2 separate regions of the Ovis aries genome follow, and region 1 is linked to region 2. Evidence: chromatin contacts called from public Hi-C data. All regions are on one chromosome and are shown on one strand. The core of a region is the stretch at or near the end of the contact, and the rest is flanking DNA. Distances in the headings are between cores, read along the strand shown. Region 1 has its middle 51 kb from the start of EMB. Region 2 holds the start of PARP8 (poly(ADP-ribose) polymerase family member 8).

The links. A called contact is a pair of places that touch in the nucleus more often than the background predicts.
Region 1: a contact with region 2 is called in a Hi-C map of liver, with 2.6 times the contacts expected there. The contact joins the enhancer-like site here to the promoter of PARP8 in region 2. A contact is called at or near these places in 2 of 16 Hi-C or Micro-C datasets (liver and skin fibroblasts).

The regions. Positions count from the first base shown.
Region 1 is chr16:28,778,585-28,784,925 of ARS-UI_Ramb_v3.0, forward strand. No RefSeq gene overlaps it. Among named protein-coding and RNA genes, the nearest start is that of EMB, 51 kb to the right of the region's middle. Within about 2 kb of position 1,512, at least 5 of the 54 cell types and tissues checked have an H3K27ac peak or open chromatin away from gene starts, as enhancers often do. A contact at or near this core is called in liver, where this site is marked.
Region 2 is chr16:28,665,893-28,672,328 of ARS-UI_Ramb_v3.0, forward strand. PARP8 (poly(ADP-ribose) polymerase family member 8) reads right to left here and starts at 1,969. Exons shown (of 27, transcript XM_042233798.2): 1 at 1,788-1,969; 2 at 651-752. The coding sequence starts at 1,818. It overlaps LOC105602554 (a long non-coding RNA gene), which reads left to right and starts at 285. Exons shown (of 4, transcript XR_001021236.5): 1 at 285-890; 2 at 2,906-2,967.

The sequences.
Region 1 (6,341 bases), core at 262-2,761, 110 kb after region 2:
CTTTATATATGAGCATTGTCCAAAAGTGTTTGTGAGATATATTTAGCAGTATTATAATGAAGGTCATTATCATGAGAAAAGAGAGACTTTAAAAAAAAAAGTAGTTTAAACATAGAAGTACTTTCAACAATTTTTTTTTTTCAAGTTGTTTGAATCTGTTGGGTGTTCCATGAGATGATTTTAAATTTATGAGAATGAACTTCTTGTGAGAGCTTTTTCCCCTTAAATGTGAGGGGTATCACAAGATGATGTAAGACAAAAATGACATTGAACATTTGTACAGCTTTAAAACTAAGGTGAATTTAAACTTAGAAATAGATAAAATACATCTGTCTAAATTTTTAAGGTGGGGATCTATTTCTCTTATCTCTATGCCTTTACTGTATATCTTTACTGTACATACATAATATATATGTATACTACGTATATATTAATAGATCACACATATGAATTTGTCATTTCTTCCTTTAAAAATGACTGCACCCATGTCAGTATTCCTACATTTCTGTGTTCTGTGGTGACACTTAATTCCTGGATAAGCACAAAGCATTATTGGGCCTCCTGACTTCCAGGTGCCACTCTTCAATGCATCTCATAAACTAAGATCAAATCTTCTAAAACACTGTTTTTATAGTGACATTCCTTGCTCAAGAATCATAAATGGTCCTTGACTGGCACTTCAGTGGGAAAAGAGCACGGATGTAGGAAGCAGATGAGTGCTCCAATGTCTATACAATAATAAGCCTTCTCCACTATAAAAATGAATAATGACAATATATACCTTACAAAGTTGTTAAAAGTGGTTTTGTTTAAAGGATTAAAAAAAGATAAATATCTCAAAGCAGTTTTAAAATTGCAGAGCACTGTACAGATGCACTATGTAAGTTTCAAGCTTCTCGTAAATGGACTACCGCACCCCTACCTTGTCTAACCTTATTTCCCATCACTGATATATAGGCATCCTCTGCTCCAAGGAAACTGAACTCTCTATCCTAATGTGTTGTATCTATGCCTATCTTTACTTCTGCTTCATTCTGTGTGCTCACCTTTCCCCTTTTAGTACTACCTAAATTCCCAGGAAAATTCTTCATCTCATCTTGACCTCCTGCTGTATATACCTAAATGGATTAGGTCTGATTGCATGGATTAGATTTGCAGACAGATGACTGAAACATAGAAGGCAGTCTGTGAACAAACAGTAAGTATGCAGTAAGTAGTTGTAAGTGGGTTGTTATTGTGTCAACCCTCTCTCTCTTTCCTCTGAATGCTATGGAATTATTTGTAAGCTTGAGAAGACAAAGGATGCTAATTAAAGTCATGTATGATGGTTAATTTTATGTGTCAGTTTGTCACCCATGTATTTGGTGAAACATTATTTTGGATATTTTTATGAAGGTGTTTGGATGAGATTTCATATTTGGATCAGTAGACTGAATAGAACAGAAAAGCTGAGTAAGAGGAAACTCTTTCTGCCTGACTGGCTTTGAACTTAGATAATAGTTTTTCCTGCTTTCAGACTTGAACTGAAACACTAGCTCTTCCTGTGTCTCAAGCCTACTGGCCTAAGGACTAGAACTATGCTTTCAGTTTTCTTGAGTCTCTAGCTTGCTTACTCACCCTGCAGATCCTGGGACTTTTCAGTCTCCATGACTGCATGAGCAAATTCCTTATAAGACTACATTGACAGGCATGTGTGCTTAGTTGCTGTGTCATGTCTGACTCTTGGCAACCCCATGGATTGTCTCTCCATGGACAGGCTCCTCTGTCCATGGGATTCCCTAGGCAAGAATACTGGAGTCGGGAGCCATTTCCTTCTCCAGGAGATCTTCCCCACCCAGGACTGAACCTGCATCTCCTGTTGTCTCCTGCATTGGCAGGCAGATTCTTTACCACTAGCGCCACCTGGAGTATATATTATATTAAGTCGCTCCGCTGTGTCTGACTGTGACCTCATGGACGGTAGCCTGCCAGGCTGCTCTGCCCATGGGATTCTCCAGGCAAGAATACTTGGGTTGTCTATCCTTCTCTAGGGGATCTTCCCGACCCAAGTCTCCCACATTGCAGGCTGATTATTTACCGTTTGAGCTACCTCGGAAGCTCGGCACCTGGGAAGCCCATATATTTATATAATACGAAGCTCGGCACCTGGGAAGCCCATATATTTATATAATACAAATCTATTGAGCTTCCCCTGTGGCTCAGCGGTAAAGAATCTGCTTGCCAAAGCAGGAGGCCCAGGGGATGTGAGTTCAATCTCTGGGTTGGGAATATCCCTTGGAGGAGAGCATGGCAACCCACTCCAGTATTCTTGCCTGGAGAATCCCATGGACAGAGGAGCCATAGGGTTGCAAAAAGTTGGACACAACTGAAATGACTTAGCACGCATGCACACATATAAATATATATGAGATATGAGCCCTTTAGGAGGCTGTTGTCAGTGTCTTTTTTTCATATATAAACTGTTTAATCTTAAATCTCCATGCAAACAGAACAAGGTAAAACAAATAAACAACACAAACCAAAGCCAACTGAACAGGAAAGAAAAATCAAATGGTTAAAACCTCTACAATTAAGATATACTCTAGGAAGGATATATATAAAAACTATGTAAAAAAAATTACCAGACAATTAGCTATAAGCATGAGTAACAATATTCTACCTAACTTAAATTTGTGAGAAAGAAATATTTAGGACACTTTTTCATAAAGCCCAAGGAGTAAACATTTAGTTTCATTCACAAAGCCCAGGGAATAAACATTCAGCTATAGTGAGCATATTAAGATAGGAGCCTGTACTGTATGCTAGCCTATTCTCTCTGCAGATACTTTGGGAGTATGCACATAATGTACACATTTAAATTGTTTTTTTAAAGTGAAATATCACACAGTAGAAATCTTAAAATATGATTAATTCCATTCCATTAACTTGAGCAGTTTCATATACATTTCCATCTTGATCCCAAGTGCTGTCTTTCTAGTGACATTTTTGTACTTTGATTGTAATAAAATTTGAAGCAGAGGCTCACTTTTTGAGCAAAACAATAGATTACAGTATTATTATTGCTATTTTGCTTCATCTCTCTATTGCACTGAGCTCTTGATTTTTAGAACTTCCCATGTCCTTTGGACTGTGTTTTGCACTTCAGCTTAGGTCATTGTACTGAACACAGGTTCTGTAGAGCCAGAGCCCTTTTTGATTTTGCTTGCCTTATATTTTCAGCACCTAAAATAGTGTCCGGCCCATTGTAAAAGATCAAAAAATTCTACATATGGATAAATGGCAAAATAGACTGCCAAAAGAATACGCAGGCAGATTTCCACTGGAAGATAGGATTTGAGTAAAATCCTAGCTTATAAAATTTTGCTACAGTACCTAAATTTTACAGGTAATGTTAAGAATAAGATAAAAATAGTTTCTAAATACACCTAAAGCAATATATACATATATTAATTATCAGAAAGAAATTAATGGAATCAGTTACCTTATTTAAGTGAAACTATTCTTTTTATTTTGTATTATAGAATCTCATTAAGAACAGAATAACTCCTGTTACTGTTAAATGTAAAACATGTTATACTTAGCACTAGTAGTTTAAGAGAATTTCCAGTGGTTCCAATGCCATTTTTAAAAAGAACTATGCTTTTATGTGGTAAAACCAACAAAAAAAAGTTTCTGAAATTGTGTGTTTTTGGAGCAGAGAGGAAGAAAGCAAACACATTTCAGAAGTTTTTCATTGCCTATCTCTGGTATAAATTTGCAGGTTTCATAGCAGCATTTCTTATCTGAGTGAAAAATAGTGAAGATTCTTCCTATTTCATGATTATCAGATAAGTAAAACATGTAAAAATGTAAATGACTAAAAAATTCAGTTAAAATACAGAGAATAAATGCATGTCCAGTCACTTCAGTCTTGTCCTATTCTTTGTGATCCCACGGACTGCAGCCCACTAAGCTCCTCTGTCCATAAGATTCTCTAGGTGAGAATATAGGAGTAGGTTGCTATGCCCTTCTTCAGGGGATCTTCCTGACTTAGGAATCAAACCCACATCTCCTGTATCTCCTGGATTGTAGGCACAGAGAAGAAGTACAATAATTTTAAAAATTCAAGTAAAAATTGCATGAATATTTCTGGTGGTTGGATTTTTAAGGTGTGGTATTTCTTAATGGTTGTTTTGCTAAAACTTTTTTTAATATAGCTCCTGAAGAATAATGGGAAAATTCCAACTGTCCACTTCATATCTATTTACATATTTTAATTTCTTGATTTCCAACTTTTTGGATCTTTTTTATCTGCTCTATTATTTCATAGACTGAAATTCACTTGTTTTTGTTGTTTGTTCCCTTTCACTGTCTGTGTGTTGTACAGAAGAAATGTAGTAATTGTACTGTGTATTTTGATTTACACATTACATTCTGTCCTCTGGTATATTCATTGACTAAAGTCTTGAATAGAGTAAGTTCTGGTGGCTCAGAAGGTAAAGGATCTGCCTACAGTGCATGAGACCTGGGTTCAGTCCCTGGGTTGAAAAGATCCCCTGGAGAATGGAACGGCAATCCACTCCAGTATTCTTGTATGGAGAATTCCATGGACAGAGGAGCCTGATGGCCTACAGTCCTTGGGGTTGCAAAGAGTCAGACATGACTGAGCGACCACAGTTTAGTCTGGTGCTTTTTTATTCAGTTATACCTCCCTCCTGTAGGTTATTGGGATAGGACTCCACAATAAGCACTAATAAAACATGTTTCAATAAGTGAGTTCATATATTTCCCTTTAGTTCAATTATTTTCACTGGACTGGGCATTTTTCTTTTGAGAGGGAACATCTTATTTTTTCTGTTTCTTCCACTTCCTCTGTCAGAGATAAAGCTAGACATGAACGTGGTAAGGATAGTAGTATAATATTGCACAGAGAATTAGTAATATAATATCACATAGAGAAAAGAGTCTGGTGTGAACTGAACTAAACTTTGATTTGTACAGAAGTGACTGGGCATTTTAAAAGGAGAAGGAGTGACTGGAGAAGGGAGTGAATGAAGACTCATAAAATCAAAGTGAAAAATTACAAAGAGCAGGTAGGAGAATTGGTCCATGTGAAAGCCATCTGGGTTTGCTAACTGGCATTTATTGTTTAATGAAGTTAAGCGCCTATCCTCCATCAAGGCTGGAGACAAGGGCTCCCTCTTCAGGTTTTGGCTGGAACACACAGTAAATTTTGGAGGCAGCTGTGAGTTTTCTCTGGTCTTGAGAGATTAGAAACTATGTTTGTGCTAAGCTGCTTCAGTCATGTCTGGCACTCTGTGATTCCAAGGCGGTAGCCCTCCAGGTTGCTCTGTCCATGGGATTCTCCAGGCGAGAATACTGGCGTGGGTTGTCATGCCCTTCTCAAGTGGATCTTCCTAATCCAGGGATGGAACCCATGTCTCCTATGTCTCCTGCATTGGCAGGCAGGTTGTTAGCACTAGCACTACTTGGGAATCCCTGTTTAAGTCTTTAAAGACCAAGCTTTAGGTCTGGTAGAGAGGAGGACTTGGAGGAGCCTGATGAGATTGGTCAGAAGAGACAACTTTTGTCTCCTCTTTGAACACTTAAAAAAATCTCTTTTAAATTTTATTTTGCTTTTGCTAACTCTTTCATCCAATGGAATTAAAGTAAATTAAGTGTATTAAATAAATCTTAGTATATAATCTAAACTTATCATAGGTATATTAGCTTATGTGGATTATGCTTGTAGAATTTAAAACTGAGAGAAAGTTGATAAGAACTGGTAGCAAAAATTGATATCTAATACCTGTGCTGTTTGCCAGTCATGGCTTATGGATCTGATTTAAGTCTCTTCCTGAAAAGTCCCCATTGGCCATTCTTAGAGTGACTCATACTTCTTTTCTGAAGCAAGTAGTCAGGCTTTCTCCATCTTTTTCTAATGATTGCAATCTACATCAAAAGGGCATGCCTTCTTTCACTAACTTAGAATGGGGAGGTAATAAAATTTTCTTTATAGTAAGCTTTTTTCCACTCCAAGCTCAAAGAAGGAAGTTTTAGGGATCATGAAATAAATGTTATCAGTCAAAGCAGACAGACTCATTAAGCCATGAGGGAGGTTCTTTCCTTCTCTTATATTTATGTTCCTATTCTGATCAAGGACAAAATAATGTATGAATAAATTAAGTAGCTCAAGATCATTTTTTGAATATTTGATGCATTCACTAAATCGTATAGTTTATTATTCCAATTTTCCTTCTGACTTAATTTTTTTGGGATATAAATAAAAATACAAGGTCTTTCAAATAACTCAATTAATTTCTTACAGTTTAATATAGCCTACTTTATGATATGTCTATTTG
Region 2 (6,436 bases), core at 719-3,218:
AGCAAAATCCTGTCCCCCTCCAGGGGGAGCAAAATGGACGAAAGACGACCCCCAGGCAGAGGCTCGGGGCGCCTTAGGGACCTAGGGCATCTCTTATCTTTCCGGGGCATGACACTGCCAGTCGGAGGTACTAGAGGGAGCCGAAGCGACCGGAGATCGGGCCAACGCTGCCCACTGGGGGGGCCTCGGCGCCGGGCGCAGCCAGCCAGCGCCGCGCAGCGCAGCGGGCTCCATTCCTGGCTGCCGCCGCTCAGCCCATTGCGCAAACCCGGCGGGTCCTATCAGCCGCCTGGGTCGCTGCTGCTGAAACCCCGGAGGCGGGATCGGACGCTCAAGGCGTCCACAGGGGACTAAAAATACCATGCACGGCTCGTTGCCTAGACCCCTGCTCGGGGCCACCAGGGTTCTGTCCCCAAAGCTGGTGACCGCCCCAGACGGGGGGGAGGGGAGGAGAGAGGCTGTTGCCCCCTCCCCCTTTTGGCTCCCGCTCCCGCTGCAGCAGCTGTTGCCAAATGAACCCCAGAATGGGGATGTGCGACCCACCCCCCATCCCCAGCCACACACCTCGCGGCCAGAAAACGGCAAGGGGGTGACGGGCGGGCAGAGGAATCTGGCGCTGGGTCCGAGGCTCTGGAAAGGCGAGAACTCACCTGCAAACAGGCAGTCCTTCTCGGATCTGGACTTCTGGATCACGACGTCGATATCCTTCTGAATTCGCTCTTGCCTTGAACACATCCCCATTAAATAAATCCCTGGAAAAGAAGCAGCCGCTATTTTCCACCCCACCCCACCCCCTCGCACGCTTCCAGCTTTCGTAAATACTCAGTTAAAAATGAAACCTCTGGCCGAGGCAGGGGCTGAAGGCGAAGTGGTTTCGGAAGTGATCCCGGGTGAGAGAGGAGGCGGTGGTGGCGGAGGAGGAGGGGGGGGAGGTCGGCTTTGCATTCCCAGATGTGACCGCCCAGCTGCTGCTCGCCGCTGCTGGATTCCAATTTCTTCCCCTCCTGACAATGGATGGTGATGACACCGACTCTCACTTTCTCCCTCCCCCCGCCAAGACCAACGGCCGTGGGGGGGCCGAGGGTGCTGGAGACGGCCGGAGAGCGATCACCGGCCGCGCGGCAGGCGCCGGCGAGGGGCGAGCCCCGCTCCGCCTCACGCGCGCACACCCCTCGCGGCCCGCACGCCGGCCTTCCACACCCGCGCACACTCGCGCCCGCGGGCGGCGGCGGCCGTGCCGAGGCTGCTGCAGCGCCGCCGGCCGCCGACCCTCCCGCGCCCGCCGCCCAGTCACCCGGTCCCGGCCGCCCGGGCTTCGCTAGTATCCCCGCCGGCAGAGCGCAGGCTGGATTCCCCAGGCCGGTGGCCGCTCGCGCCGGGGGCTGAGTGGGAATGTCGGTAGTGAAGACTCCCTGGGGCTCCCAGCCCGCCCCCCCCCCCCCCCCCGCCCCCCGCCTCGCGCTTCCACCACTTTTATGAATTCGACTCCACTTTCGGAAGGAATTATGAGTCATATGGAAAACCCAAACCCGAGTGGCTGGAAGGGGGGAAGAGGGGCAAAGCGAAATCGTTCAATATGGGAAATAAATAAATAAAACGAACAAATCCTTCCTTGTTGTCACATCAGGCAAGATGGAAAAAGCCTTGAAATGACTCCAGACGTACACCCTCCCGTGCCTACACTGCCAGTCTTTTTTCTCCCAGATAGAAGTAGTTCAGCCCTTCTGGAGCGCCCTTTAGGAAACACATCCCCTTTTGAGAGACTTCTTCCACTTGCAGAGACTCACCCGTTCTGCTCTGCTCGGTCTTTCCGTCCATGAAAAATTGGCAGAATCAACTGGCACGTGCCAGGGTCTCCGTCAAGGATGGATATCTGTTTGGCTTGTTTTAAAATGCCACCCTTTTGCCAGTCAGTCAAGAGAAAGCTGCTACAATCCTGTTGTCTTGCTTAGAACTGAGATAGTGCTCTGAGCCTCACTTTCTGTTCTGCCTAAGGACAACTTGGGCCGAGGTAGCTGCCCTGCCTCTGTACTGCCATGTGCCCTAGGACAGGCTTGTTAATCTTTTCTCCATTGGGACGGCTTCCCTGAGCAGTGCATGTCTCGCCTGGTTCTGCATCCCCAGTGCCTGGTGCAGTGCCTGGAATATAACCGGGAGGCGAAAATGCTTACTGTCTGAATGCATAAATGGGTGGTACCTTCAGCCTCTTTGTGGATACTCCAGCTTCAGTGCGCTTCCTTATCACTATGAGTACCCAAGAGTTGTCAAACTGGCTCAGACCCCTAATCAGTTCAGTTCTGATGCTGACAGTGACTATGTATTCTTTAGGAGAATTAGGAATGGGTGGTCCCTTATGGAGTCTTTAGATTCTAGAGAGAAAAGCATCCAGAGATCATATGCCCCAACTCCTCTGTCTTGCAGAAAGAAAACACAAAATGATTTGTTGTACAGCCTGGAATACATCACATTCGTTGTGAATTATAAGAGGAAACATTCATCTGCATTACTTGGACTACTGCAGTCTTCAATAGTCAAAGCTCATCTCCTGCTCACCCCTCCTGAAATGCTTCTTGACTAGGGCAGGACAGGTTCAAGTCTTTCCTGGGCATGTTGCTTTGTGCAGGCCCCTTGGCTACCAAAAGCACTTTCTTCACTTTCTCCTAACACTGGCTATCATGCACACTTCCTCCTGCCATCCTGTCCTCTAAATTCCCGAAAAACTTAAAATCTATGAGCTCACAAGAATTAATTTTATAGTTGTGTTCCCAAAGTAGTGCCCTTTCCACAAACAAATTTGAAATCGTTTTAAAAGCATGGAATGTTTCGCCCTGGATCACCTCCTGGTTTACTACTCACTCCATAAAATAGGCCTTCTTGTGATTTGCCCTACTTTTTTTTTTTTCAGGCTTTACAGGCTGTCGTGTTTTGGTTAAACGAAGCTAACCTCACTCTGTTCATGCCCTGAAGGTGCAGTATATTTAAATATTTTTAAATTTTAAGAGATAAGGAAAAAATTAGAAACTTTACTATCTGGTATGCATTTCTACAAGGTAAGTTTCTCTAATAAAAACTACCAAGCCATCAGTATTGCTAAGCTAGATCTTTATGACATGGTGCTTTCAAACTCAGCTCACAAGCCAGTGTCCCGCTTACCCCACCTCATCTCAGACTCTTATTATTAAACATTAAACATTTAGATTATTTGTGGTCTTATTAAAAACTATATTCACCTTTGAGATGAGGAGGTTATATCCCTACCTTAAACACTGTGTGCACACAAACACACACACACATGCCTTCAGGAACATGGTAAACAGTAGGCCCTCAATCACTATGCTTTAAAAAGAAATCATTTTTTCACAATGAGAGACAATTTCTGTGATATGCTATAGTAATTGGACATAATAATCTATGTGTTAGATGATAGAGTCTAGCCAAAAATGTTCCATTGGTTTATAAAAATGATCCCAAGCCAACCAATAGAATTTACTAGAAAAAAAAAATGTAAATTCCTCACCTATGCTAAAATATTCAACTGCAGAAGTGTAACATAATGGAAATGTGGCAGCAAGTTCAACGGTGTGATGTAGATATTAACAACTCACACTTATTCAGTACTTAGTAGCCCACCCTGATACTGCTCTAAAAGTTTTACTTATGTTAACATTTAATTCACAATAACCCTATAGGGACGCTATACTGTTATTCTTCATATTTTAGAAAAGAGGAGACTGAGGCACAAAAAGGTTCATTAGCTAAAGTGGGACCTGATGGGCAATGAACCTTTTCCTCTCTCCAAATCTTTCAGCAGTTGAACTGAACTTTTAGGAAAATAAACGTTCAGAAGTCTCACTGCTGAGTAAACTGGCCCCCTAATGGCAGCAGGCCAGGAGTTAGGCCAACAAGAAGTCTTATAATGGATTCTGAGGGAGGCCTGGAGCCTATGGATTCTCAAAATAGCCTCTTCTAGTGGCAGTTATATTTCTCTTTCCTGCAATGAACTTCCTTTCCCAAATGAATCCCAGCCCTCAGTAAAGTCTAAAGTAAAAGCGTGAGCTCTGCTATTCCATGGGGATTAAGAAAAGAGTTTGGGGGCAGGATTGGCAAAGACAACAGTCCCCTTTCCCAAATGATGTTATCAGTAGCAAATACCCATGGGAATGCCCAGCAGACTTGGTCAGCCATGGAAACAGCACTGTGATAACTTGCCTTTATGGTAGAATCAGAGTCAAAAGGGGAGAGGTTGAGTCTGAGGGGTTGCTATGGAAAGAGGTCACCGAGGACCTTAAGCTAGAGTGAGGAAGTGAGATTTTATCTGAGAGAAATGGGAAGCTACTGGAAGGAAGGCAATCTCAAAGCTCTTGCCAATTTTTAGATTTATATAGCTTCTTCTTGCAATTGTTCTATAATGGAAACAAATCCATACAATTCAAAATCCTGCTAGCTAGCCCCAGCTGGCCTCTTCTAAAACAAGTGGATTTGGATGCTTCTTTATAAAGCAGCTGGTAGTTTTGCTTTGAGAGAAACTAATCATGCTATCTTAACTTCATCATATTGATCTAACAATCAAAGTAGGGGCAAACCAAATTTGACCTTGAAATTGGAGAATTTTAGGTGGTATGATATGAAATTCACCTGAATTTGATCTTTACCACACTCCCTAACCTAAGGTCAAATAGAGCAGCACAGTGGTCATGTGGAGGGTTTATGGTCCTTCCTCACAATCCTAGTGAATTTAACAAATACTGAAGCTATAGCATGAAACCTGCACTGCTCTTTCTAGTTCCAAGGGCCTCTTTAACTTAGTCCCAAATGTCTCTCATTAAACTTTGATTCCCGTTTCTACTATAGATGCATCCACAGCCCTAGTTAGATTAGATTCATCACCATCCCATGCAAACTCATCCTTCTCAGCTTCCACTCAATCTTTATCTTAATTCTTTGATGTTTGGTAGCTAAGTTATGTCCTACTTTTTCGTGACCCCATAGACTATATTCCACCAGCTCCTCTGTCCATAGGATTTCCTAGGCAAGAATACTGGAGTGGGTTGCCATTTCCTTCTCCAGGGGTATCTTCCTGGCCCAGGGATCAAACCTGTGTCTCCTGCATTGGCAAGCGGATTCTTTACAGCCGAGCCACCAGGGATACCCTGTCTTAATTCTACTTTCTTTAAATGCCTCTTCTTTGTTTATTTTTTAAACTGCATAAATACTGCATGAACATATTCTCAGTGCAAACCATTAAGTCTGAAAATTCGTATCTATCATAACTTGTAACTCTACTCATTCCAAAGGTAACTGGCATTAATAGTTGTAAAATAATCCTCCCATTCTTGCATTCATCTAGCCACACACAAATGTACGTCTATTCATAGATTTATACATGTATATTCTAATTTAAAAGAACCACACAATACACATTGTTTTGCAACTTGATTCTTCCACTGTCTTAGAGAACTTAGTGCAAAGAGGTCCAGCGCATTTTTTTTGGCTACTGCAGAGAATTTTATCAAATGGATGCACTGTCATATATTTTAACCATGCCTCTGCAGTCATGATGGGCTTTTCAAAATGTTCTGTGATTAAAATAATTTGCAATAAAGGCACATCTTTATGCAAATTTTCCAGTCTCTTTGGGATAGATTGTTAGAAGTGGATTGATTGAATCATAGGGAACTGGCGTTTTATTTGGTAGGTACAAGCAAATTGCTCTTAAACTATCTTGTTTTATACTCTGCGAACTCTTTTTGCAAATACCTAATTCTCTGCAACATTTCCAACAATAGGCACTATCAATCTTTAAATCTTCTTCTAATTGGTTGGATGAAAAATATTCACCTTGTTTTTATTTGTATTTCCCTGATTATTAGTGAGGTTGGGCATTTTTTCAAATGCTTATTGGCAATTTATAGTCTTTTGAGTATATAAGTATAACCGAGTATGATTGCCTGTTGTAGTCTTTCTCTATTTTCCTATTGTTTTTTCTGGATTTTTATTTGTTTTTCCTAGGAGTTTTTATGTCTTGTGGACAGCAATACCTTTTATTTTATAGACACTCTTTAGTTAGTAATTTTAGGTCTTTATTTATTAAAAATAATACAAATTTAAGCTAACTCCTTCAGACCACATACTCTTTTCTTCAAAAAGATCTGTTCTGATTTCTCCAACTCACTAATATTTCCTCTTCTTTAACTCCCCATTTCTAGATTGTAAGTTCCTTGAAGGCAGGAACTAGTTTTACTCAATTCAGTAACCACTGCAGAGCTTACAAAAGAGACTGTTTAAATTTAATACACAGTAATTTAATGGATAATTATTGGATTGACTTGAAGCTTTAATTATTGTCTTTTATTGCTTTGCTTTAAATTCTTTGAAATTTAGATTGCCCCTGTTACGCTGTTTCTGTTGCCCATAAATAGCTCCTGGCACAGTGCTG